Regions from separate parts of the Ovis aries genome. Here region 2 is linked to region 1. The links are chromatin contacts, called in public Hi-C maps. All regions are on one chromosome and are shown on one strand. Each heading gives the region's core, a stretch centred on a gene start, on an enhancer-like site or on the middle of the called end of the contact. The rest is flanking DNA. Distances are from core to core; before and after follow the strand shown.

Region 1 (7,111 bases), core at 1,313-3,812:
TATTTTGCTCTTTCTGGGAATAAAAAGAAATAATAAAACTTAAAAGACACAATAAAACTATTTTATAGAGTGTGTGTATTGTTCAGGTTGTGCAAGTAAGGATGGCAGAAGTGTATACAATAAAAAAAAATATATACAATAAAAAATAAAGTGTCTCAAAATATAAGTATACATATCCATTAATTTCCTGAGAGTAAGGTCCCCAATCATTCTATACATTTTTTTTTAACCTTTAGGACTGAGGAAAGTGTGAGGCACATGGTAAGAATTTAATACATATCTGATAAATGAATGAATGAATGCACATATACATACACAAAATATTATGGGAACATAAAGTAGGGGAGACTCCACATTGAGAATAATGGGAGTGAGTGAACTGGTGGCTGATGGGGTAGGGCAAACAAATTTGTAGCAAACTGCTACTAATAGTTCCCCAATATCCATTCTCCCCTTCTTAACAATAGAGGGGGAAAGGAGGAACTAACTATTGAGCTACTACTTTCCAGACAATCTTGACATACATCATTCCATTAAATACTCACAAACCTCCTCAAAGGCAGCATTATTATTCAGTCTGCCTTATAGGTCTAGAAACGGAAGCTGAGGGATGTAAGGACTTGCCTAAGGTTACAGAGATAGTAAACCAAATGCCAAAGTCTAGCCCTTCCTGTTTAACACATGGAGAAAGAACCAGTGAACACAATTTAGAATCTCTTGAGCGACTATACTGATCTTGCTGCTGCTGCTGCTGCTGCTAAGTCGCTTCACTTGCGTCTGACTCTGTGCGACCCCATAGATGGCAGCCCACCAGGCTCCCCTGTCCCTGGGATTCTCCAGGCAAGCACACTCGAGTGGGGTGCCATTGCCTTCTCTGATACTGATCTTAGTTACATAAATTATGTTTCTTTTCCAGATTGGACCACTTCTACAAAGAAGATGAACAAAGTTTGAGATTCCCAACCAGCAGCAAATAAGGTATTTACTCAAGTATATTTACCATACTTCTTGCTGAATTTGGGGCTTGCACTTGCAAGATTTTCCTGTGACTTTGATCTCAGTCCAAAATGAAGAACTTCATTCAACTTGTAGGCTTTGGTTTTTGCTTCATATAGAAAATGGAGACCAAGTATCTAGCAGATTTTTCTTTAAGTAGATATTAGCATCTATTTTATTTTCAATAAAATAAAATCTTATTTTTTAAATGATTTCATAATTGTTTTCACTTAAAACTTGAAATGTAATTTGTCAAGATGCACAATCCAATGCCCATTTCTGTTTTAAAACCTAGGACTTTTCTAAACCAGGCAAGAAATGTGAAGTACATACATGTTACTCATCACATGATCTTTATATATTCATATTTGCATTTGTTCATTGAATCGTACTGTAAGAAAAATTTGAGAGCTATTGAAGCTCTCAAAAATTAGACCTATTGAAGTCTGTTGGAGAAGTTTCAAAGCAGCAACACAAATGGTATACAGTAGAGGAAAAATGCAACCTTTTCTTTTTCTCCAGTTTTAGAACTTGCACTTTGGAGACAGGTTAACAGGCAATCAATGAAAAGCTTAAGATGCACATAAACTTAAATCTCAGTCAGTTGGTTTTTATTCTAGAAATTAAAGTATTTTTCCACTACCTTTAAAACTTGAGCACAGCTGGTTTTTCTTTGATGAGTTAGGATGCAGACTTCTCTCCAGGACACTCAAAAATTAAAGTAGCCATATTAAAACCCTTTGGGGGAAGTTCATATACATCCCCAGAGCCATTCTATACTTTAAGGGGTGTGAATTTGCTTGTTTGTAGGCCTATTTCAGCAACATCTTTCTTTTCAGGCAGCTCCTGGGAAGGAAGCTGGCAAAGATCTTTATACAGCTTGCCCTGGAAGGCTTCACCCGTGGCTCAACGGGTAAAGAATCTGCTTGCAGTTTAGGAAAACGGAAGACGGGGCGGAGGTTCCATCCCTGGATTGGGAAGATCCTCTGGACAAGGAAATGGCAACTCACTCCAGTACAGTATTCTAGCCTGGAAAATTCCATGGACAGAGGAGCGTGGAGGACTACAGTCCATGGGGTCACAAAGAGTCCACTACGACTAAGCGCAGCACAGTCATTCCTGGAAGGGTCCATCTAATGTGGTATCTGTGGTATCTATTGTTCTAAAAAGCGTGGAAATACAGTCAACTTGTCTGTTTTTTTTACCTTTTCTTTTCTTCAACAGTTCTACACTGAGCTGTTTTAACATTTCCTGCGTGCCCGCTAATCCGCTAAACTAGGTGTTGTCAGCAATACAAAATTCTTGCTTTCAAGGAGATCACAGGTGACAAGTTGGAGAAGAAGGGTCACTTGTGACCCTGGGGAAGTCGAGGATCTTCAGGGCTGCGCAGTCCAATTACGCAGGGGCCTTCAACGTGAGGCGGGGCTGGCACAGGTGTCCGGGGTGAGAGAGGAGGAGCAACTCAAGAAGAAAAGGAAGCGCTGGCCAAATCCCGCGGGAACTGCCCTCTGGCAGCGTTCCCTCCCCCCTCATCGCACCCTTGGTTGCCACGGAGACCCCGGTCCTGGGCCGGCTGACTGCCGCAGACAGGGGAGGCCTACCTTTCCGCGGCCGGAGCCGGCGGGCCCACCAGCCTCGTGCTCTACCCGGCTCAGCTGCCGCATTCGTGAAGACTACCGTGCTGGCGGGCGGAGCCCTGAGGCGCATCCTCCCTCAGGAACCCGAGCGAAGCGAGAGCCGGGGGTCGCGACCCCCCTGCCCCGACCCCGGCGGGTGGGAGAAGCTCATTTGAACCAAACTGCCTGCGCGGACCGCCGCGGCAGCCCTGCAGTCCCGGGGCCCCCGAGGGCACTGTGTAAGATTCCAGCCACCCGGGCCCAAAGTGCTGCGGCTGCCGCGTCTCTGTTCCTAAAGCCCCGGGGAACATCCGCCCTCTGGGGTAAGGGAGGACTCGCGGGAGCCAGTGAAAGGAGCGCCCCAGGGGCCGCAGGTGCGGCTCTTGGGGGAGCTCTGCACCAAAACGGGCCTCGGTTAAGGTCTCGTAGTTTCGGAGGCCATTCGGAGCCGTCTCCACCCCTCTCCCTTTGCGAGTGTGTGGAGGTTTCCCGGCTTGAAGTAAGGGATGCTCGGGGCAGCCAGGGAATGCCACCGCTGGCTCTCTAGGGCCACACGAGGTGGGTCACCAAGTGTGGTCCTGCGGAAATAGTGGTTTAACCAGGATAATCTTTTTATTTTCACAGAGACGATGCTTGAACAAGGAAAACCATTTCCCGGAACATCTGAATTGTAATTCAAGCTTGAGTTACCTAGGACAGTCAGGGGGGCAAACATGTTTAACTCCGCAAATGAACTGGAGTTTTTGGAAGAAACAACCGCTGAGATCTCCCAACTCTCTTCGCTGGCTCTGTCAGGTGACCCAGCCTGCGGCGAAAACAGCTCAACTGGTTCACCCGAAAAAACTGGCTATCCGGACTCCGTTTACATTCTGGCAGCGAACATTTTTCAGGGCACTAGACTCGAAAAGTCACCAGAGAAAGCCTTAATAAAGTATGGAAATAAGCCCTTGCCGTCCTCAACCGAATCCGAGGATGAATCCTTTCAGCGTTTGTCCTATGAGCTGGCTTTCAGTGCACTTAAGTGTGAGTAGTACCAGTTTTGACAGCACTAAAAGAGAATAATGAGAGAATTTGTGAGGTCCATCGAACCTCCTCGCACCCTCACACACGTACACCAGGTTTTGTTTTTAGGCTTCTGAATATCTTTGGTCAGTTGCAGATGTCAAGGCTTTAAGGAGAGTTTCCAGCAAAACAGTCAGATATGTTTCCCACTGTAGATTTCCCTGTGCTTAGGTGGGTCAAAATTAAGATGATCCTATTCACTGCCATTTTTTTTTGTTTACTTTGGGAAGCTTGTAAATTTATTCTTCCAAATTTTTGTAGAAATCCCTTTTAATCTGCCTCCAGGATTTGAGGTGTAATGTTGCAGATTTCCTCGATGGTGGGTAATTATCAACTTCTGAGAATGGAGTTGATTCCAGAACAAAACCAAATATTTTTCCTATGAGAGTAGTCAAAGGGCCTGGAGACAGGTTTTAGTACTAGCCATCAACTATAATACAATATAAACTGTAAAGTTTGTATTGATTTGTATACTGACTGAAAAGAAGTTCCGAAGAAGTTCCAGAAATGTTTGGAGTATTACCAGCATGGCTAAAATGATAAAACTTCCTAAAGAGACACCTAGAAAGGGCATTACATGCATCATTTACTTACTGTTAATACTGGGCCTTGCACATCCTTGCTGAGAGGTGGTTAACAATTGCTCAGTTGAATTAAAATATCCCATTAATTACTCAGCTATAAATGTATGTTTTTGGTTGTCTACAGACATGATGTAGCTCAGTTCTGAAGCCAGGAATTTGTCATCACAGAGAAAAATTTGTGTGATGTTCAGAGGCAGCTTCTCTTTGAGTTTCATTTCTTTAGTTTCTGCTTGTGATCTTTTTTTTTAAAATCTGTCTTAGCCATTTTTCCCTCCTCCAGTTTAAACTTTCAGATTCTATTTCATCCCTTCCCTCCTCTTCTTTTTTAAAACTTAGATTTAAAGACCAACCAGAGTGTTGGTACTTTAAATCACGAGTCAAATTAACATTGAAGATTTTTTCCTTGCAATAGTGAGATACACATTAGGCATCTGTGTCAGTTAATTGATATTTAATGTTAATGCCCAAACTGTATTATAGACAATTTTTTCCTGATAGAGTATTGAATCTTACCTTTGTGTGTGCTGTGTGTGCTTAATTGCTCAGTCATGTCCAACTCTTTGTGACCCTGTGGTCTATAGCCCGCCAGGCTCCTCTGTCCAAGGGATTTTTCAGGCGAGAATACTGGAATGGATTGCCTTTAGAAATCAGTAATAAAAGCCTGAGATTATTCTTTGTAAAATTAATCCATTGATTAGATGGTCATGTTGTAGTAATGTGTATGGTAGATTATCATTTTCTTTCTCTCAATCTTTATTTCTGTTTTATGAAAGTGTCTTGTGACTGACATTTTTTAATAACCCAGATTCCATTTAGATAAATTATTGTCATTTGTTGTTCAATCGCTCAGTTGTGTCCGACTCTTTGCGGCCCCATGGACTTCAATATGCCAGGCTTCCCTGTCCTTTACTATCTCCTGGAGTCTGCTCAAACTCATGTCCATTGAGTCGGTGATGCCATCCAACCATCTCATCCCTTGTCATCCCCTTCTCCTCCTGGCTTCAGTCTTTCCCAGCATCAGGGTCTTTTCCAGTGAGTCAGCTCTTCACATCAGGTGGCCAAAATATTGGCGCTTTAGCTTCAGTATGAATCCTTCCAGTGAGTATTCAGGACTGATTTCTTTTAGGATTGACTGGTTGGATCTCCTTGCAGTCCAAGGAGCTCTCAAGAATCTTTTCCAACACCACAGTTCAAAAGCATCAGTTCTTCGGGACTCATCCTTCTTTATGGTCCAACTCTCACATCCATACATGACTACTGGAAAAACCATAGTTTTGACTAGACGGACCTTTGTTGGCAAAGTAATGTCTCTGCTTTTTAACATGCTGTCTAGGTTGGTCATAGCTTTTCTTCCAAGGAGCAAGCATCTTTTAATTTCATGGCTGCAGTCACCATCTGCCGTGATTTTTGAGCATAAGAAAAAGCCTGTCACTGTTTCCCCATCTGTTTGCTGTGAAGTGATGGGACTGGATGCCATGATTTTGGTTTTTTGAATGTTGAATTTTAAGCCAGCTTTTTCACTCTCTTTCATTGTCATCATAGGCCTTTATAAACCTACTTTTCCTTGAAATGTTCATAAGTTCAAATTCTAAGATGAGATGGCTTTGGTTGTTTACTTGGTACAGCTGTTGTTTTCTTCTTAATGATAATAATATCTTGCTTTAAATTATCATCTGAATAATTTCCGAATATTCATATGGGATGAAGCTAGAATTCCTAAACGCAGTGGATTTCCAAGGTAATTAAGAGCCTGATATTTTGCTTTAAAATATTGGAAGTTTTTATATATTTTACTTTTGTCTTATGTATTATCAGTGTTCTTTCAATATTTTCACATGTAATATTTTATAAACTCAACATCTGGCTTATATAGCATAGGTTCAGGGAATCATGGTTCAGGAAAGAAAACTCAGGATTTCTTCTGTAAGGTTTTATAGGAACAGTAAAGGTGAAAAGGTTAATGCACAAACTAAAGAGAGCTTGGGTAATAATCATCTTTTTTATTTTTTATGATTTCTAGTTTTATTATTTGCCCTTTTGTTGATGTCCTTTGTGTAGAAGCTCTTTCAAGGCAGAGAGTGTGTTTTTCTGATTAATTGTTTAAAGGGTTCAGAATAATGATTTTTGAAATGATAACCCCTTTTCTTACTCTGCTAAATAAGATGCAAGGTCAGTTTTCTACTAAAGAAGGTAATGAAGAATAATCTATTCCTATTAAGTTTGACTTATGTCAGAGAAGTAGAGTATTAGAAGCTAATTTATTTTTCAAAGAATCTCTGGATGTTTCAATGACTACCAAATATTAAAACAGAAGAAAAACTGGCAAAATGATTTCTTAAAAAATAAATTAATGAATAACCCATTAAGAAAAAAAATTGAGGAAGAAGGTATTCCTGAAATTATTGCTCATCAGTTCAGTTCAGTTGCTCAGTTGTATCTAACTCTTTGCGACCCCATGAACCACAGCACTTCAGGCCTCTGTCTGTCACCAACTCCTGGAGTTGACCCAAACTCATGTCCATTGAGTCGGTGATGTATCTGACCATCTCATCCTCTGTTGTCCCCTTCTCCTCTTGCCCTCAATCTTTCCCAGGATCAGAGTCTTTTCCAATGAGTCAGCTCTTTGCATCAGGTGGCCAAAGTATTGGAGTTTCGGCTTCAACATCCGTCCTTCCAGTGAACACCCAGGACTGATCTCCTTTAGGGTGGACTGTTTGGATCTCCTTGCAGTCCAAGGGACTCTCAAGAGTCTTCTCCAACACCACAGTTCAAAAGCATCAATTCTGTGCTCAGCTTTCTTTATAGTCCAACTCTTACATCCATACACGATTACTGGAAAAACCATAGCCTTGA
Region 2 (7,111 bases), core at 2,087-4,586, 430 kb after region 1:
TGGCTGGTGGTCTTTTTGTGAAATCTCACTAGACATTTATTATGGAGCATCTGTCACTCTGACTCTGACAAACTACTTCACACCATCGACACGTAACAACATGCAGAATATGCACTGTGCTTAGTCGCTCAGTTGTGACTCTTTGTGACCCCATGGACGGTAGACCGCCAGACTCCTCTGTCCATGGGGACCCTCCAGGCAAGAATGCTCGAGTGGGTTGCCATGCCCTCCTCCAGGGGATCTTCCCAACCCAGGGATCGAGCCCAGGTCTCCTGCATTGCGGGCAGATTCTTTACCACCTGAGCTACCAGGGAAGACCAAGAATACTGGAGTGGGTTGCCTATCCCTTCTCCAGGGGAACTTCCCCACCCAGGAATCGAACTGGGATCTTCTGCATTGCAGGAGGGTTCTTTACTAGCTGAGCTACCCGGGAAGCCCCAGAATATGCTCTAATAACATATAAAATTAATATGGGTAATCTGGGCTTATCTTCCTTACATTCATTTGTTAGTAGTACAACTCTGTCGAAAATAAATGAACATAAAAAAAGTTTTAAAATCTGAATAGAAGCTTCTTAAAAACATTCAAGTCATTCTGAAGACATGCTGTTCCAGTCAAATCTAATTCCAAATAACAAATCAAATATGTTTTACAAGAGAATGCTTACTGAATAATGAAAGCAGTTAAACATAGTCTTATATAAAATAAAACTCGGAAGTTCTACTGCTTTATAAGCAATGAACTGTCCACCTCCTCAGAGAGATTTTCTTGGGAAGCTGACATTTATGTCAGAGATAACAACATATAAGATGTGTAAGAGTCTGAATATCAGACTTGACACATAGTAATGAACAAACGCTACTTTCCTTAACTTGGGAGAGGAAAATAAGCATCGCCCTCATAAGCTGTAATATCTTCTTACAATACTTTTCTAAAAGTCTGTCCTGTGCCCATGAAAAGTGTAAGGGGCTATACTACATCAGGGTGCGGAATATTTTAAAAGAAGTTATAGAGACAACATCCCATTTCTTTTAAGAGACAAATTTAGATATCCTGAAATCAAGATAATCAACATAATACTGTTCCAATACAATGGCAAGCCTTCCAGTATTCCTGCTGTAACAAAAAAGAAAAAAAAAATTGATTTTTGTTCTCTGATGGCAGGGAAAAAAAAAGTTATCAAACTTTGAAACATGACATAAAAAGAGTAACAGTTTAAAACATTTTATCTTTGTACACGTGGATTCTTCCACTATTTAGCAGACTTTTCTTATATGATTTTGTAGTCAGGATTCTTATTACTCCAGTTAACTGTAAGAAGTCAAGTCTTTTAAACTTCAGCTCGTGCGTTTTTCCACTAGTACTTTATAAAAGTTTCAGAAAATGGGACTGTCCTGGCTCCATGCAGGTGAATTACTTAGTTAACAGTATTAACATCCTTTAGAAGAGATAATGAAAGAAACATTTCTTTCCTTTCCAGTTCCCTGGAAAAGGATCTTAACTTTAGAATTCCTTCTCAAACGCTCTGAGCAAATATCTAGACCAACCCCAGCCTATGGAGTCCCTGAGTGATTTCTCGAGGTCATATAATTAGCCAATGACCAAAGGACAGCTATTGAGATCTGCATCTGTTATCCCCAGGTGCTCTGACAGCCAGCCCACTGCACTCTACTGCCACCTGTGTTCTCTCAGCATTCCAGACGCCACTCCCCCAGGTTCCTCATCCTCTTAACAAATATCACCCTTTCAAAACTGCCATTTCTAGGACTCTGCAAGTTACCATAAACAACTGCTCAGCAAATATTGCTTCCAAGTTACAAACTGAAAACACCACGATATGGCTTCATAAAGAAACCCCCCTTCCTGAACGCCCAGCTACCCGAATGCAGACACTCTTAACTATCATGGCCATTTGAGGACAAGATGTGAAAAATAAATTCATGACAAGAAAAATAAACCAAAGGCTTAAGAGACCCCAATCCAGGACAACAGATCGGGATGCCACTGCTTGCTTTTTAAATCAGTGAAATAGTAAAACAAAGAACAAACCAATGCCAACCTCACAAAGTTTCCCCATTTCTTGGAATTCAGACACGACTGCTGGCATCATTTTAAGAGAATCCTTTAAGTATTGTACCTAAGTCATCAGGCACAATGTAAAGCCAGTGATTGAGGGACTTCTAATCAAAACGGAGCCCAGTCTTGTCTGAGCTTCTGACACTGACCTTATTCTCCTCTCAGTGTTTGGCCCTCCCCAACGACTCAATCCACCCAAAACAGTCTGGGACAGTGATGGCTCTAAACTGCCCTGAACTTGACTACAAAACGGCCACAACTCTGTCTGATTTCTTCAATGTGTTTTTTTTTTTTTCTTTTTTCTTTTTTTCATTCAGGCCCTGCGGTCCTTCGACCCTTAGCCCCTGACCCCTCAGTTCTAGACCTCTTCGCCGATGTCAAGATCACCTTTGATTGTTTCTATGGCACTCCGCATCCCTCCTCCGTCCAGCAATGTTTTCAACACACAAATGTCATTTCTAGCGTTCAACCCTCCATTCTGTCCGGCAGGCAGCAAAGTGGACTTCAGGATCAGCTTCCCTGATTCGGTCCCCTTCGCACAGCCATTTTCTAGTTAAAATGCTCCCTGCCTCCGAGAGGGAAATGAACTTTTCCCCCTTTGATCTCCCAGCGGCTAGGCTCTGAACCCCCTAGAATCCAGCCCGGTCTTCAAGTCCCGGCAGGAGTGCGCTGCCGCCGGTGGAGGGAGAGCCCAGCCGCACAGCGGAGGCCGGTGCCAAGGCAAGGGGGTGTGCGCTCTTCCCCGCCGGCGCCCACCTTCGCTTTTTCCCCTCCGCAGCACCCCCGCCCCCGGCGCACCCCCTCCCACCCTGTCTCCCCTGCCTCAGGCCCTGCCAAGCCCCGGCTGCCGAGGGAAAGAGGGCGCCGCGAAGCCAAAGGGATGGAGTCAAGGAGTGAGCCCGCAATCGCCGTGCCACCCGGCCCTGCGGCGCGAGAGCGGGGCACACGAGACTCCGCAGGAACGCCCGCTGCAGATGCTGTGGCAGCTGCTGCAGCTGGGGCTGCGGCTGGGCTAGTGGCAGTGGCCGCGCTGCCCTCGGGGCCGCGAGGAGAGGAGCAGCCGCCCGGGCTACGCGCCGCCACTCACCCCACGCCGCTGCTGCTGATCGGGTCTCTCCCCAGCACTCCCGGACGGCCCCGGGATCCAGAGCAAAAGCAAGGAAGAAAGCTGGGCTCACCGGCAGTGCGCGGCGCTCGCCTAGGCTCCGGCACCCGGCAGCTCTGCTCCAGTCTCGCCCTGCCGGGAGCGTCAGAATCAGCTGCGGGAGCAGCGCACGAGCTTCCTACTTGAGACCGGGACGGGCTCCGGCGACTGAGCATGCCCAGTGCCGCTCCGCCAGTCCCGCGCAGGGAGCGGCGCCGGCGAGATTCCACTTCTCCAGGCTTTGGCGGCGGCTGCGCGGAGAGGCTGGAGGGGCCTGACCGGGCGGGGGCCGATCCCGAGAAAGGCGGGGCCGGGGGCGGGGGCCGAGGAGGAGGGGGCGGGCCGCGCTCCTAGTGCGACCCCTGCAGGCAGAGGCTTCGGGGCCTCTCGAACTCACAGTCCCCTAATCATCCGAGAAGATGGCAGGGAGGCAAGGCGGGCCAGAACGTCGAGACCCAACGCGAGGCAGCCCGGCATCCCCTCCTTGTGGCTCGGTGTCTGTCTGCACCAAAAGGCAGTTGGGTAACCTTATCCCTGGCTAGCCTTTTCTCCCACACGTCTGCATTCCCTTATAACGGGAAAATGTCCTCAGATGAGAGCTGCCCACGCCCATCCAGCTGCAACTTTGTGGGCGAGACCTTCTCCTTCCTTCTGCCTCCTTATCTAGAAACCCAGGCATATGGCGCGTGAACACACACACACCATTTCTCCATGGGAACATCACAGCAAGTTCACCTCAAGGGAGGAACACACCTGCAAGAGAGGGAAAGCATAATCTCCCTTTCCCCTCCAGGAATATTAACTAAAACTCAGACAAGCAAGATCCTGATAAAGAATTCCAAGTAGTAATCAGTTTTCTGCCCCCAGACACTGAATAACATCCCCAAAGCATCTTTAGGATTGCGCTTCACCAGTGCAATGACTGTCAAACTTGAGCCTCCATCAGAATATCCTAAGGGTTTATGGAAACTCAGATTACTTAACAGAATCTCGGAATGGGTAGGTCTGTGGTGCGCCCAAGTGTCTGTACATTTAACGACTTCCCAGGTGATGCTGGTCTGAAGACCACGCTTTGGGAACTACTGCTCCACACATACACAAAAGCCTTTCTTACCTCCTTTCTTATCTCCTTCAGGAGGCTTATGCTCAAAGTAATTGACTAATAATTACAAGGTAATGGCTGCTCCTGTCATCCTCTTCCCTAAACCTCCACAATGCAGTCCTTCAAACAGCAAACTCACTCGTCCCTATTCTTCATGAGACGACCCTATGTGGTTGGGACCCGCATTACTTTTTTCCTTCAACATCATGAATTTATTGAGGACCCACAAAATCTTACAGTTAGCTTAGGGATAGCAGTGAATAAAAAAGCCCAGACCCCTGCTTTCATAAAGCTTAGACCAGCGAGGTGGACAGAAATCCATTAAACAATTACTCAAAAATGTCATTTCAAACACGAAGAGTGCTAGGAGGGAAATCTACTAGGTGTGTAGTAAAGGAGGTATAATGGGACCCTGATGCAGTCTCGGATGGGGTTGGGAGAAATGAGCAGTGGAGGAAAGAAAGCTGCCTTGCGGAATAGGAGTTTCTGGCATTTGCACCCCCAAACCTCTCCCAAAAAACAATTTCCCTCAGACCAATCTGGAGGCCAACAATTATGTCACTCCTTCCGCAAAAGAAAAACAATATTGCCGCTAAGAATTCCCTATAAATCCATGAACATGCTCATCCTCGGGGCTGTCTCTGCACCCCCTCTGCCTATGGTGTTCGTGCACCACACAGGTAGTCGACGGTCGCGGTGTAACCCACTTTAGAAAAATGCGGAAAGCTCTCTGGTTCTAGTCTACGTCTTTCTGGTCTAAGGAAGAGAGAAAATTAGCCCAAGACCACTCCGCCCATCAACAGGGGGGCACCATCAGCCTTCCAGGCAGGTCCTCTTTCCGCAGGTACTCTACTCCCTCGGACTCAGCTCCCCGCGGCTCCCTGGATACCCATCCCTGCCATCCCCTCTCTCGGGGGTCCCAGAGGGGTAATCTCCGTCCACCCTTCCCGGATCGATCTCCTCCAGAACGAGAGGAAAACCCGCGGTGGAGCCCTCGGCGGCGGGGCGGGGCGGGGCGGGGCGACGCACGCAGGCGCAGTGGCCGCCAGGTTGGGCCAAGGAGGCGCCCCGCTCCACACCTGATGCAATCAGCTTTCCGGAAACGGGCCTAGTGGCCACACTCGCGCAGGAAACGCTCCTGCGCCCTCACCCGGCCGCTCTGTCCTGGGCCCGGCTTCCGAGCCTCCTGGCCATTTGGCTTCGCCCCGGGTAGAGGGCGACATTCGGCGACCCGCAGGGGACCTGCAGAAGTTGGGAAATCACCGCCAGAAAAAGCAAAATCTCTGGCTGCCCTAATAGAGACGTGGAAGCGGCCACCGAACGCTCCGTAGCTGCAGGAGGAAATTCCCTTAATTGTGTATATCCAGAGAGGATAGGCGGGGTGGAAGAGTGGAGGGGAGCTTTTAACCTTGCTTGGTTGCTTCTTTCGTCCGCCTCTCAACGTATTTTCTTTCTCCCTCTCCCTCATGGAAAAGAACGTTTACAGTAATAGCCGTTTTAAGGCAATAAGAGAGAAGTCCCTGACCGCCACCCCTGTCACCCCCCATCTTATTTGATATGTAACAGCACGTTAGCTCTGCTACATAAAGCCTTCCAGCATGCATTTTATAAATAATTGGTTTCTCTATGTATCATTTCAGTTTACTAAGAAAATCATTTTTTGTTTCATCACCTCTTGCAATTTTGATATCTATTGTGAGCGGACTTTTTTTTTTCTTCATGCTGACTCGCCAGTGAATTTTCAAGGAAATGAAGTATTCCAAAAGCGTGTTTATAAAATCATGAAAGTAAAAATTACCTCTGTACGTCATTTAAGACTTTAAGGGGGAAGAAAAGGCAGATACAAGGAATTTTAGTTGGAAGGATACTTAGATCATTCTAGAATTAAGTCAGGATCAATTTTTAGATGTTAACAGAGGACCTCTCTGTGGTGCGTCCGAAGAGGTAAATGATTTTTCCTTACTTAACAGACTACTTAGCAGAACTAGTACTTGAACACAGATTTCTTGACATCCCAATCTAATGAAAAAATAAATTTATTTGCACAAATAACAGACAAAATGCAAGACATCACAATGTTGTTTTTTAGTCCAAAGGTTACAAAGTACAAAATCGGTGGCAACAAAAGAGATCTTTTTACTTATTCCTGCTTCTTTAAATAGTCCTTGATGTATCCAACCACTGTACAATCTATCCAACTACTTTTAAGATAACCAGAAACTAGGCATTAAATACTTCAATTACAGTGGTATGAAATTCTTAAGAACTTCCAAACATCAAGAAATCTGTTGAGTCAACATTTACAGCTTCTAGTAGCTTTGCTTGATCATGTGGTGTATGAACAATTGAGGTTAAGCAAAGGGAATTTTAATGATCACAACAAAATATCAGAGTTAAGATTTTCCACTGTATTGACTTAAAATATTTTATCAAAACAAATCAAAGTGAAATACAAAAATAATTGCAAAATTCATATACTACAATAATTTTTCAGAACCATATCTACCTTTTTATCTTGATGAACGTGTATTTCTTTTTTGGAATGTTCTGACATTTAGAGATCTGGGAAAACACCTTCACTTATGCAAAAATAGAGTCAAGTAAATGTCAAAACACAGAGGTGCAAAGTACAAACTCATCACAATAAGGTACTAGTTACAGAAGAGCCAGCCTTAACTGGGTGCTAAACCAGGGCCCCGTACAGCTAAGGGTTTTACATAGGTTATATAGCTTAATCTTCACAATTACCCCCTGAGTTAGGTACTTACTATCCTTGTGTTACAGGTAAT

What was found. A called contact is a pair of places that touch in the nucleus more often than the background predicts.
Region 2: a Hi-C map of hypothalamus shows a contact between it and region 1, with 3 times the contacts expected there. The contact joins the promoter of APBB2 here to the promoter of NSUN7 in region 1. A contact is called at or near these places in 2 of 16 Hi-C or Micro-C datasets (hypothalamus and tail adipose tissue).

What each region holds. Positions count from the first base shown.
Region 1 is chr6:60,376,919-60,384,029 of ARS-UI_Ramb_v3.0, forward strand. It overlaps NSUN7 (NOP2/Sun RNA methyltransferase family member 7), which reads left to right and starts at 2,563. Exons shown (of 12, transcript XM_027970950.3): 1 at 2,563-2,851; 2 at 3,237-3,635. The coding sequence starts at 3,326.
Region 2 is chr6:60,805,124-60,812,234 of ARS-UI_Ramb_v3.0, forward strand. APBB2 (amyloid beta precursor protein binding family B member 2) reads right to left here and starts at 3,337. Exons shown (of 18, transcript XM_060417057.1): 1 at 3,255-3,337.